3 separate regions of the Sus scrofa genome follow, and regions 2 and 3 are each linked to region 1. The links are chromatin contacts, called in public Hi-C and HiChIP or PLAC-seq maps. All regions are on one chromosome and are shown on one strand. Each heading gives the region's core, a stretch centred on a gene start, on an enhancer-like site or on the middle of the called end of the contact. The rest is flanking DNA. Distances are from core to core; before and after follow the strand shown.

Region 1 (3,803 bases), core at 911-3,410:
TGAAAGCCTTGCAGGAGCCCCCAGTTGGAGAGAAGCCACCATTCTGACCATCCTTGTCACCAATGCACCCACCACTTCCAAGCCCAGAGGCCCAACCTCCAACCCACCACAGTTCCAATTCAGATCTACAGTCCACAGCCGCTGGGGATGGTACAGTGCCTTCCATGTAGAGGGTAAGCAATCTATACAGCTGCTGAATGAATGCATGAATGAATGAGTGAACTGTGTAGCCGTGAACATGATGGGCCACATCTCTGAACCTCAGTTTCCTGTAAAAGGTGGGGGGGGGGGAATGCTTCTTAGAATGGAGGTGGAGTGAAACACCCAGAGGGAGCACCTAACGAGGCAGCTACTACCCAGCAGGCTGCCAGGGAGGAGAGCTGTCCATCTTCAAATTCACTGCTCCTCAGGGTTCCTACTGTCCTTGTGCAACACTCCATCACAGCACCCACTGCCTTGACTGCAGTGTCACCTCCTCAGAGGGCCTTCCTGCCACACAACCCAGCCGGAGCAGCCACCCCATCACTATCTTCACCTGACACCTTCTCCTTCACTGTCTGTTCTTTGTTTCAGAAGTGTCTGTTCCACCCCATGATAGTGCAACCCAAAGGCAGGAATTTTATTTGTCTTGTGCCCTGCTGGGCCCCCAGCATCCAGCACAGTGGCTGGCACACAGCAGGTGCTCAATAAATGCTTGGAAAACAAATGAATGGATACAACAGGCATGTACAGGTCCCATTAGACTCCAAGTAGTTAAACAAATCAATTCAGCAGGAGGTATAAATTCTAGGGCCTCCATGGGCTGGGCAGATGGAATGACATAAAAATAAGAGGGCTGGGGCTGGGCTGAGGTAGAGGTCACATGCCCTGCTTCAGTGGGGTCCTGCATCTCGACTCCCATTCAATAGGTGCCAAAAGGTCGCCTGAACTCAGTTGTAGAGTGCTCTGATTTTTCTTAAAAATCAGACCTCTGAATTTTTACATGACATCTCCTGATTTACCTGAAAACCAATCTAATTGAAAATTAAACAAACAGGTCCACAGCATGCTGAAAATAATAGCTATTTGTGAGGCTGTTCATTCACTCATTCATTCATTCCTTCATGGTGGGAATCTTCGCACTGCAAGGACACAGAGATGAGCCAAAACAAGCTGGAGCCTCTTCTCTGGAGTGTAAGGTCAAGTGTGAGGGGCGACTTTACCAGATGATAGCACACATAAAGAAAAATTATAACTGTAATAAGTGAGATAAGTGCTGACCTATGCAGGGAGGTCTGGTAGGAGAAAGAAGCGGGTGACAGAAGTGGATAGAAGGAACATCACAAACTCAGGCCCACTACATGCACACGCACATGCGCACACACACACACATACTTAAAAAGAAAACTGGTGCGAAAGAACTGTCTTCGCTGAAATGTACCAATTCCAGAGTTCAGAAAGAAGGCCTTACCTGTGCTCGGTTCTCTCGACTCCTCCCCAAAGCCCTGCGTGTCCTTCTTTTTCCTATAAGGAGAAGCAGACAGCGTCTACTTTCAACAGGACAAAGAAACCGTTTAGTCCCCGGGCCCTGACTCCCAGCTCAGAGGGGAGCTCTAACCTTACCGCTGATTTGCTGTGTGACCTCGCTGTTCAATAATCCTCCCTGCCCCGCCCATCACAGCTATGCCTGCAGCCACGGACGGTGTGGAGAGGGTGGTCCGAAGGTGCCAGATGCGGGGTTGAGGGTACAGGCTAGGGCTAAGAGATTCTTGGGTGATGGGCCTGAGGCTCTCGTGCTTGTGAGCAGAGGGATCTCAGGAGAGTCCGATTTCATGTCGCTGTGGCCTGGAGGGTCACAGGAGGATGGCCCATAATGAAGGCGGGGCCAGAGGGCTGGGACTCGAGGGCAGGGCCCGCGGCGTAGGAAGGGCTCAAGCTCTCGGGGGCGGGGCTACGGGTCCCCCGGATGGAGCTGCGGTCCAACGCGGCCTACTCACAGTTTAAAGTTGAGCACCGCCCCGGCGTTCATCAGCAGCGTCCTGCAGAGGGAGAATACGGTTACATGGGCCGCCCCTCACCCCGTCGGGCCCTCTGGCCCAATCTTCCGGTCCCCCTAATTACCCAAACAGCAGGATGTCCCCGATCATCGTTACGGCCGGAGTGTCCGTCAGAACAGGAAGCGGAAGCCTCTGGGAGGGAGGGGAGAGGAACACGAGCCGACCAATCTCGAAGCAGCTCTGGCAAGGGCTGAGCCAATCAAAGACCAAGGCAGTCAGGGTCCCGCCTGCTGTAGACCAAACCCCCTTCAGAAAGAGAGAGCGCCGCTCCTTGTTGGGGAGGTCCAGAGTGTAACCAAGAAAGGGCGGGGCGGGGTCCTGACGTCTCCCAGGGGCGGAGCCATCTGGGGGCAGACTTGGTTCACCAATTGCGAGCCAGTCGCGCAGGCTTGAGGGACCAGCGCGCTGGAGAACTAGAGCAGCAGCTTCTGTTGTGGGGTTGGGGTCTCGGATGGGGCTTCTGGAGAAACACGGTCCCCTGATCCTTGAACTGCATAGGGGAATGGGTCTTGACAGAGTGGGCTCTCCAGGGCATGGAGGCCCAGATTGATTGGACTCCAAAAGGGCCTCCTCCCGGGCTCCACGGGAGCCGGGATCCCACACTAGACGGGCAGTACCGGGGGCAGGGGTCCCAACTGACCGATTCCCTTGGAAGACGGGGTTCCTTGTGGAGGACAGATGTCATGACTTACAGAGGGCTGAGATCATGACAGCTTTATAGACGACAGGGGTCCTGACTGAAGGGGCCCTTTGGTGCACGGGATTATGGGGTTCACAACTGATCCGGCCCCACGAGGGACGGAGGTCCTCCTGATCTAGGGGCTCCACAGAGACGAGGGTCCTAATCGAGCCCCACGGGAACCGGTCCTTGATGATCCATCCTGCCTGTTGGGCCCTGTGCTGAGCGAATCTCGTCCCCCTACAAAGACAGCTCCCCTGCCCAACTCACACACCACAAGGACCCCTCGAAGCCCACTTCGCTGGGCTGGGGGTCGTGATGGCCGAAGGGACTGACTGTGTGACACTCGACCGACAGGGCTCCGTAGGACAGGATTGTCCCAAGACCCGCTCCGAAGCCAGCGGTAGCCCCTCCTCTCCCGCGGGGGCCGGGTTGGGGGCGGTGCCTGGCGGGCGGGGGCGGGTCCAGCAGCGGGGCGCATTCGCCGGGCCTCGGGCAGCTGGACGCACCCGGCCGGGGGCTGGGGTGCGACCCGTCAGGCGCCATGGAGCTGCTCTCGGCGCTGAGCCTGGGCGAGCTGGCGCTCAGCTTCTCGCGGGTGCCCCTCTTCCCTGTCTTCGACCTTAGCTATTTCATCGTCTCCATTATCTACCTCAAGTATGAGCCAGGTGAGCCTGGGTTGGGGGCTGGAGAGGGCTGGCATTAAAGGGACGGGGGTAAACCCTGGGGGTCTGGAGGAAGAGAAAGGCCTGGATCGTGGAGGGGAGGGGACAGCCCCAGGGCCTGGTTCGGGGGAGCAGGCAGGTGCCGGGATCGTGAGATTCTCCTATTCGGGAGCGGGAAGAGGGTAGGGACTGGAGGGAGGGCAAGGGGAGAAGCCCCTGGGATTGCGGGGCTGGGGGAAGGGAAGCTGATGCAAGCCAGAGGGAAGGAAAGTGATTGTTCAAAGGAGGGGGAGCAGGTACTGGGGAGGAAGCAAGGAGAGAAGGTCTGGGGTCCTGCTGGGTAGGGTCACGTGTGCTTGGGCAAGGGTCGTAGGTCGTGGTGAGGGCACCGGCGGGGGTTGGCGCTCTCGGCCGGGCCAGATG
Region 2 (3,803 bases), core at 404-2,903, 100 kb before region 1:
AATGCTCCCTCCAATCTGTCCTCCATACAAGTCACCCAAAACCCAACATTTTCAGGCAACAGACCTCCTCCACCCTCATCTCAAACATACACAGGCACCAGAAGAACACCAGACTAAAGAAGAAAACCCAAGCTTTTCCCTGGCATTTACCACTCCAGATCAAACCCGACCCTGTCGACACACATCAAAACTCCAGCCATGCTGGGCTGCTCACAACACACTGTGTTTGCAAACGTGATGACTGAGGTTTCTTTCCGCTCTCAAAACACACTGTGCTTGTTCAAGCCATTGAACCTTTGCTGTGTCCTATGAACTCTTTATTGAACACCTACTACGTGCTACCTATTAGGCACAACAATGCCAAACAAGGCCCGGTTGGCCGTGGGGAACTTGTAGTTCAGGGAGCATCCACCTTTCAATGTCCATCTACTTGGCAATCTAGAACACAACATATCTGGAAGCTAAGGATTCACTACTGAACAGGGCAGATGTGGGTTCAGGGATCTTTACTACCTGGTGATTATCTGTTATTCAGAGACCAACTGTGTTAACCAACCCCATCTTAAGCTCTTTTAGAAGAGGGTTGGAATTTTGATACCAAGAACTAATACCCACGAAACAACTCATTTTTGATCTAGGCTACAACCATCTTAAAATGCACAAAAACCTCGCTGGACAGTATTTGCCCCAAGGGTCTCACCCAATCTGGCTTCTACTACTTCCTCCCTGGAAACCGCTGAAGTAGTCACTACCTTCCTGACCTCAGTCATCACGTTTGCAAAACAAGAGTAAACCCTGATCTGGAGCCCAGCAAAAGGATCGATAACCCCGTTCTCCATTACACTGGGACCCAGCTGCCGCACGGGTGCAGAGCCCCGGGAACAGCGAATGGGACCGTGAAGACCGAGCTAATCCATATTCCCAGAAGAACAAGCGATTTAAAAAAAGGCGGTCTGTGGCAGAGCCCGAAATGGAATCAGAAAGGAATCGCTGGAGAGGACGGCCGGAGAGCAAGAGAACTCACGCTGCTGCTGCTCCAGCGCCAACTTGCACTTATAGTAACTGTAGAACTCTCCTCCGAACAGAAACGAAAATTTTGGGTTGTCCTTCTGCTTCTCCATCGTCATCTTTTCAAATTCGGGCCCATTCCGAGCCACGAACTGGGCCAGCTTGTCGATGACATTTCGGAGCTCCTGGTCTGGAGGACGGAGAAAAGGCCACGCGGGGCGTCAGCGAGAACCGCCCAAATTCGGGGGCCCTGTCGTCCCAGCCCGCGTCTGCTGGGCCGGGGGTCCCTAGGGGTGGGTCCGGGAAAGGCCGCCTTTGTACGGGTCCCGATAGGGGCCAGAAGCGCGCCGAGAATGCGGGAACCCGCGGGAGAGGCCGCAGGCGGACCCCGGAGGCCGAGCCCCGCCCCCTCCTAGGCCCGGGGACCCCGGGAGGCGAGGTAGGCCAACAGGGGATTCCGGGGAGAGAGAAACAGCCTTCGAGCCCAGGCTGGGCCTCACCATCAGGCGGCAGCGGCATCTCCATGGCTCCAGCCGCGGGGAACGTCCTCCGGCGCCTCACGATCGCCCACCAGGGCCGTCTGCGGAAGCCGGCCGGAAGTGGCGCGAGGGAGCCTTTTACGACTGGCTTCGCGCGCTGCTTCCGCCCGCCACTTACGGCCGTCGCCAGGAAACCCCGGAAGTGAGGAAACGAGGCAGGCGGGAAGAAGCCGCGAGGGGCCGAACGCACGGAGGGGCGAGCACCACGCACGCGCAGGGGCTTTCCCGCGCATGTGCGGAATGGACTTCTGTAGCGCGACGCGAGGGAACGGCTGGAACGGTGCAGGCGGCCGTTAGCTGCTCTTGGGGCGTTTTCCCACGTTACGTGTTGCAATGCGAGGACTTGGGCAGTAGATTCTTCCGTAGGACTAGGGGCCCTGGGGAGTTACTGCGCTAGTCAGTGCCCTATTTTCTCCCAGCGAGGCGGCGGTGCGGAAAATACGAGGTGAGGTGCGTCCAGGAGGCGCCTGGGCTGCGGCGCCGGTCACATCCTCCCGGGCTCGTCCGGATGTAAAAGTAGAACTGGGAGGCTACAGGCGTGGCGGGGATGGAACAGGGCTTATCGAGGTTCAAAAGTTTCTCCTGCTGTGCTTCTTTTCTTTAATCCAACTCTTTGATAAAGAAGACTTAGGGCGAGGGGACACCTCCACCTCTACTCCCTCCGTTTTCAGAAGCCTTTCAGAGCTCGCGTGGCTTCTGTGTAGTCATTCAAGCGGGTGCCGGGCCTTCTAGGCTGCGCGGTCAGAAAGATGCACCTTGAAATACGCAGTTATGTTACTTATGAAACTTTGAGGAGTTCCCACTGTGGCGAAACGGGATCTGCAGCGCCAAGACACAGATTGGATTCCCCGGCCGGGCTCAGTGGGTGAAAGAATCCGGCTTAGTTGCCCCAGCTGCAGCGTAGGTCACAACTGCAGTTCAGATTTGATCCCCGGGCCCATATGCCCCGGGGCGGCCAAAAAAAGTGAAATAAAACGATGGTAAAGTTAACGCTTGCTAATTGCGGGGAAAGATAGCAAGGAACAGCAAACGTTAAAGAAACGTAGACTTGTGACTTCCCTCGCAATCTGAACGCTTTTGGGATTACCATTGTTAACATTAACACTTAGTTGGCGGTACCTCCCTACTCTGAAAACGGTGTTGGGGTGTTTTAGATACATTTTTTAAATTGTTACTTAGTTTCTCCATCTGACGTTATAGATTGTCTCCTGTATCCCAAATAGTATTCTTAGACTAGAGGCTGGCAAACTTTTTCTATAAAGGGCCAGATAGCAAATATTTTTGCTGGCCAAGACCCAAAATCAAGGATATTATGTAGGTGTTTGGCCAAGAGCCAAAATCAAGGATATTATGTAGGTGCTTGGTGCTTATATAACCAAAGAGAAAAATGTGCATAACACTTTTTAGTGGTAGAATTTATAAATAGAGTGTTACAAATACAGGTCTGAATGGAAAGCTTTTGGGGGATTCCAAGTCACTCTTTCCTGTCATTAACTGATTCTAAATGTCACCTGCAAAGACCATTCTTGGTTCACAAAAAGGCAGGCTAGATGTATGTAGCTTGTGGATGAAACAATTCAAACCTAAGCTCTGCTTTCAGAAGCCCACAGTCTGGGTAGGCAGAGACCCATAAATCAGTAGTCAAATGTGTCAGTACATAAGTATTATTAAGGACAACAGAAGGGTGCTGAGATCATAAGGTGGGAGGGCAGTGCCTACCTTGATAGGGTTGTCTGAGAAGGCCTTTAGGAGGTGAGGTTTGCACTGACATCCCACTCAGTAACTATGTGAAGTGTCCAGGCAGAGTGAATATCAAGTGAACGTTCTCAGTAATCTGCATAGTGTGATTTTTTTTCCTATGCCAGTAAAGATCTGTAATATCGAGAAGCTTTAACCTGTGATCCACCATAAATGGCCTTTAGAGCTAGCACAACATTGTACATAATGTATATTCTCGTGAGTTGAAGAAACATAGCATTTATCATTAACAGGATCTGTGAACCAAAAATGTATGGTTTTTTTTTTTGTCTTTTTGCCTTTTCTAGGGCCGCTTCTGTGGCATATGGAGATTCCCCAGGCTAGGGGTCGAATCCGAGCCGGATGGTCATTTTTAATGACCTCATAGGACGGACAGTGCAGTATGGATTTACTACTAATAATATATTGAAGCCAGACCATGGAGTCTCCTGGGTTGGTTCCACTTTGCAACCACTATGAAGTTTTAGTGTACACAGAGATCTTGTGCTGGAAAAAGGG
Region 3 (3,803 bases), core at 889-3,388, 76 kb before region 1:
TCCCACTACTGGCTGCAGCCCTCAGGCTCTCCCTTTTCAAGTCCCGTTTTTTCCTGGGATCAGGGATGATTACCAACCTTATCTGGATAGGGTGGGGCCATACTTACTGTATCATTATCTTTAGTCTCCTGCCTAAGCCATTCCCCTGTCTTTCCTCACTGTCTAAGGTTCTGGTTCCCTGCCCAAGCCAGGTACAATGTCCCTTACAACAGGAAATCTGATAAACACGATGTGATATTGAGAGATGCAGCTGCCCACCTGCTGGGCAACTCCAACCTGGGGAGACAAGTCACACCTGAATCACACTGGGGGCGGGCTGCAAAGCACACCCAGATCTCGCAAGGAAAAAGATTGGCTGAAAGAAAAATCAGCCAGAGGTGGCCCAATATCTATAAGCTGATTCGGGGCACGGCCATTCTAAGTTACAAAAAATACAAGATGCCAGAAGCCAACCACAGAGAAAACAGGCGCTCTGTCCAGCATGAAATGGATTCCAGCTGGGACTACAGGAGTTCCACTTCCACTTAAGGACACAGGGCAAGGCTGTCTCTGGCTGAAGCCACAACTTCTCTCGCCTCAAGCCAGGAAATACCCTGGCTTGGAATCTTAACAAACCCTGGATTGTGCCCAAAGCATCTTCCCTATGCAGCCCTGGGTTCTGCATGTTGCTTTCACTTCCATACCCAGACATTCACAATTCCTGGCTGTTTTTATTTCGAAGACTTTGCTGGGCTTTGCCAAAATCAGATTCCTCTGACTAGCATCTCATGTCTTCTGACCCTAGAAACCCCCAACCTGACCATTATCTCTTGCAAAGATGTGAAACTGTCAAGAGTTCTGTTCCAGCAAGGAGTCAGGTATTACAACCTTGACCCCACTGGAGCATCAGGGGATGTGTGGTCAAGATGCAACCAAGTTGTCCAAGTTGCCTATCAGCAACCCCATGCAGGAAATCAAAACTGGGCCTGAGATAGATGGCAGCATTCCAAGACCATAGAGCAAAGACAACTCAAGAATACACACCTCACACACCACCGCCCCAGCGATTCCAGAACAGTAGCAGCAAAAGCGCCTCCAGAAGTCTCTAAGCTGACTTCCTTATTTGACAGGAAGCCAGGCAGCCCATGCCAGGAACCTGTACCACGTCAGCAGCTGGGCAACAGCTGGGAGGCCCTTGGGCCCCTACCTGCCCAAAGCCCTTCTGGGTTACCTTGGTGCTCTGTTTCTCCTTCATGATGATCCGGGACAGGAGAACCACCCAGATGGGCATAGTAGCCTTGACTGCAAAGAGAGGCAAGGAGCGTTCAGGGAACCACTCTAGTCACTGAACCCACCCTGGAATTCGGTCTCAACTCCACTGGAAGGATAGAAAGGCTTGGCAGCCCCTCAAACTGCTTCAGCTCTTCTCTTTCTATGGGTTTTCCCCGCAACCCAACTGTTCTGCTCCGCCCTGCTCAGCTCCCAGCCATCTTCTCAGTCCCTTCCTTCCCGGAGACCCTTATGTGTGTCCCTTTCCTGCTAAAAGCGCTCTCAGCGCTTTCCAGAGAGAAGTGGACTTAGGGCCGCATTCCAGGTCGTCTGGCGCACTCCTACCCAAGCGCCGAAGCCCGGGGCGGCGTGCTCCCGGCCGCCTCCCCTCAGGCCAGCCGCGGCACCCACCGGTGTGCGCGTAGGACACAGGCACCTTCCAGATGCTGACGTGCGCGGACACTGACGCGAAGTACTTGCCGAAAGCGAGCGGCAGCACGTAACGCGGGTAGAAGCGCGGCGGCAGCAGCGGGCCGGGCGACGGATGCGGGCCGGGCCCAGGGCCCGAGACGGGCGGCGCGGGGGGCACGCGCCAGGCGCGCAGCAGAGGCGGGAGCCCCGCGCACAGCGCCAGGATGTGGCACAACGACACGGTCACGGGGAATGGAAAAGCACTCAGGATCACCTTGTTGACCACATTGCCGCCCGCGCTCAGCGCATACCACAGTAGGCACAGCGCCGCCACCCGCGCGCCCTCACGCGCCCCGCTGCCGCCGCCTGCAGCTCCTGGGCCACCGGCGCCCGCGCCCACTCCCACCGCCGCAGCCGCTGCCGCCATCCTTCCCAAGCGGCCGCCCCTTCCCGCCCGTCCGACGGCCCGACGCCGGGCGGAGGCGGGGCCGGCGGGGGCGGGAGCGGTGGCCTATAGCGCTTCCTATTGGTCATCGCTGCTTGCATCACCGCCGCGCGCCGACCGACGCGCCAGCCACCACGTAGCTAGCGCAGGCCGCGCCCCTTACTGGTGGGCTTCCGGAGAGGGCGGGGCTTGCCCCGGAAGCAGAGAGAAGGAACAGGGACTGATCCCAGAAAGTTCCTGGAGTTGTGGGCTAAGGCCGGGGACACGGGTCCGGAGCCCCAAGCACAAGCGGGCGAGAGGGCGGTAGCATTAGGGCCCCTCCACGTCGGCGTCCGTGAGCTGGCGTCGAGCTCGCGAGTCAAACCTCGGTGTCTGCGCTGCATCGGCGCCCTCCAGCTAGATTCCTGATGGCCGGGCCGGACACCAAAGGTAAAAGACCAGACCTTTCGGGGAGAGAAACCGAATTGTGAAGACGTCTCCATGGGCAAAATTCTTTCTTCAAACTGGGAACGAACTCCCTTGGCCGGAATCCAACAGAGGGGCCAGCTCACAGCGCCCGAGGGAACGTTCTGGGAACCACCGCGATGTGCACTCAGGTTGGGTATTATCTTCATTTCATAGACCGACAGACCAAACCCAGAAAAGGGAAGCGACGTGGCTTAAGTCCTGCGAACAATTTGGGAGTCACGGTAATGGCAGCATCCGTGGGCACCTATCCCAAGGGTTTGCTGGAGGGAGGGGCGTGGTGCCGGCCCGGACTGCTTGATGCACCAAGAACTGGCGGGGATAGAGCAGCCCCAAGGAAAACAAGACGGTGTTTTCAGCAAGTTGATCTTCTGTTACTAAAGGACTTTGTACTTACAACTTTGCGGGGTGGGGGTGGATGGAGTGTTAAAAATTCCCTTCCATTGTGTTCTTAGCAAAGAACAAAGCGGCAACCCAACTTGGTCTCCAAAATATTGGTGGGAAGTCTTAGCCGTGTGTTCTCAAAGGCAAGCAGTATCTGTACCCCAGGGCTTACTAGGTACTCAAGAGCTGGAGATGTGGTCCCTGCATGGGTGGGGGAACAGTCACCTCCCCCAAAGCGTAGGTATGAGATAAAGAGATGATCCTAGGACACCAACCTGAAATCCTAATATGTTCCAGCTGTGTCTATGATACTTTGTCACAGACTAATATCCTTGGGACCTGTGATCAGCTGGCCACATTGCAGGTGAGAAAACAGGTACAGTGGAATTAGGAAAGTAGTTACTCCGCAGCACAAATGGTACTGCTGATATGCTTTTTTTTCCCCCTTTGGTCCTAAATTTTGACCATTTTTTTAGTCCTCACAGCTCTGGAGTAGCACTTGCATATCATACAGCTGGTAGATGGCAGGGGCAGGGTTCAACTTCGGACTGCCCTTAAAGCCACTTCACCCACTTTTTAGGAGTCTTTTTCAAAGCTATGTCAGAAATCTCCACTGGCTTTGAAACTATGCTTCAGGGTTGACTGAATGTCCCTAGACCTCTTGGTTTGCTCTGTGGGGCTACCCCTCTAAAGGGGTAGTTGCTTTCTCATCTGTGAAATTAAGTTGCTCCTCACCTTGAAACAAGATGACCTATTCCAGAGTGGAAAAACAAGAAAACAGAAGTCTTAGCTTATGGTTTCAGGGACAAGGGGGAAGAACTAAAAGGCTATCACTTTATAGTTAAGGGAG

Evidence for each region. A called contact is a pair of places that touch in the nucleus more often than the background predicts. HiChIP or PLAC-seq counts read pairs in DNA pulled down with a chosen protein or histone mark.
Region 2: a Hi-C map of liver shows a contact between it and region 1, with 3 times the contacts expected there. The contact joins the promoter of CHERP here to the promoter of SMIM7 in region 1. A contact is called at or near these places in 9 of 47 Hi-C or Micro-C datasets (blood, brain, embryonic fibroblasts and 4 more) and 2 of 2 datasets of contacts at active chromatin or transcription factors (alveolar macrophages and skeletal muscle).
Region 3: an H3K27ac HiChIP or PLAC-seq map of alveolar macrophages shows a contact between it and region 1. The contact joins the promoter of SLC35E1 here to the promoter of SMIM7 in region 1. A contact is called at or near these places in 1 of 5 promoter capture datasets (liver), 9 of 47 Hi-C or Micro-C datasets (blood, embryonic fibroblasts, epiblast stem cells and 4 more) and 2 of 2 datasets of contacts at active chromatin or transcription factors (alveolar macrophages and skeletal muscle).

Annotation. Positions count from the first base shown.
Region 1 is chr2:60,959,889-60,963,691 of Sscrofa11.1, reverse strand. SMIM7 (small integral membrane protein 7) reads right to left here and starts at 2,160. Exons shown (of 5, transcript NM_001244720.1): 1 at 2,101-2,160; 2 at 1,977-2,018; 3 at 1,451-1,503. The coding sequence starts at 2,126. TMEM38A (trimeric intracellular cation channel type A) reads left to right here and starts at 3,165. Exons shown (of 6, transcript XM_021083580.1): 1 at 3,165-3,383. The coding sequence starts at 3,260.
Region 2 is chr2:61,060,810-61,064,612 of Sscrofa11.1, reverse strand. It overlaps CHERP (calcium homeostasis endoplasmic reticulum protein), which reads right to left and starts at 1,653. Exons shown (of 17, transcript XM_021083582.1): 1 at 1,509-1,653; 2 at 1,025-1,198. The coding sequence starts at 1,533.
Region 3 is chr2:61,036,160-61,039,962 of Sscrofa11.1, reverse strand. It overlaps SLC35E1 (solute carrier family 35 member E1), which reads right to left and starts at 2,138. Exons shown (of 6, transcript XM_003123474.6): 1 at 1,660-2,138; 2 at 1,211-1,281. The coding sequence starts at 2,086.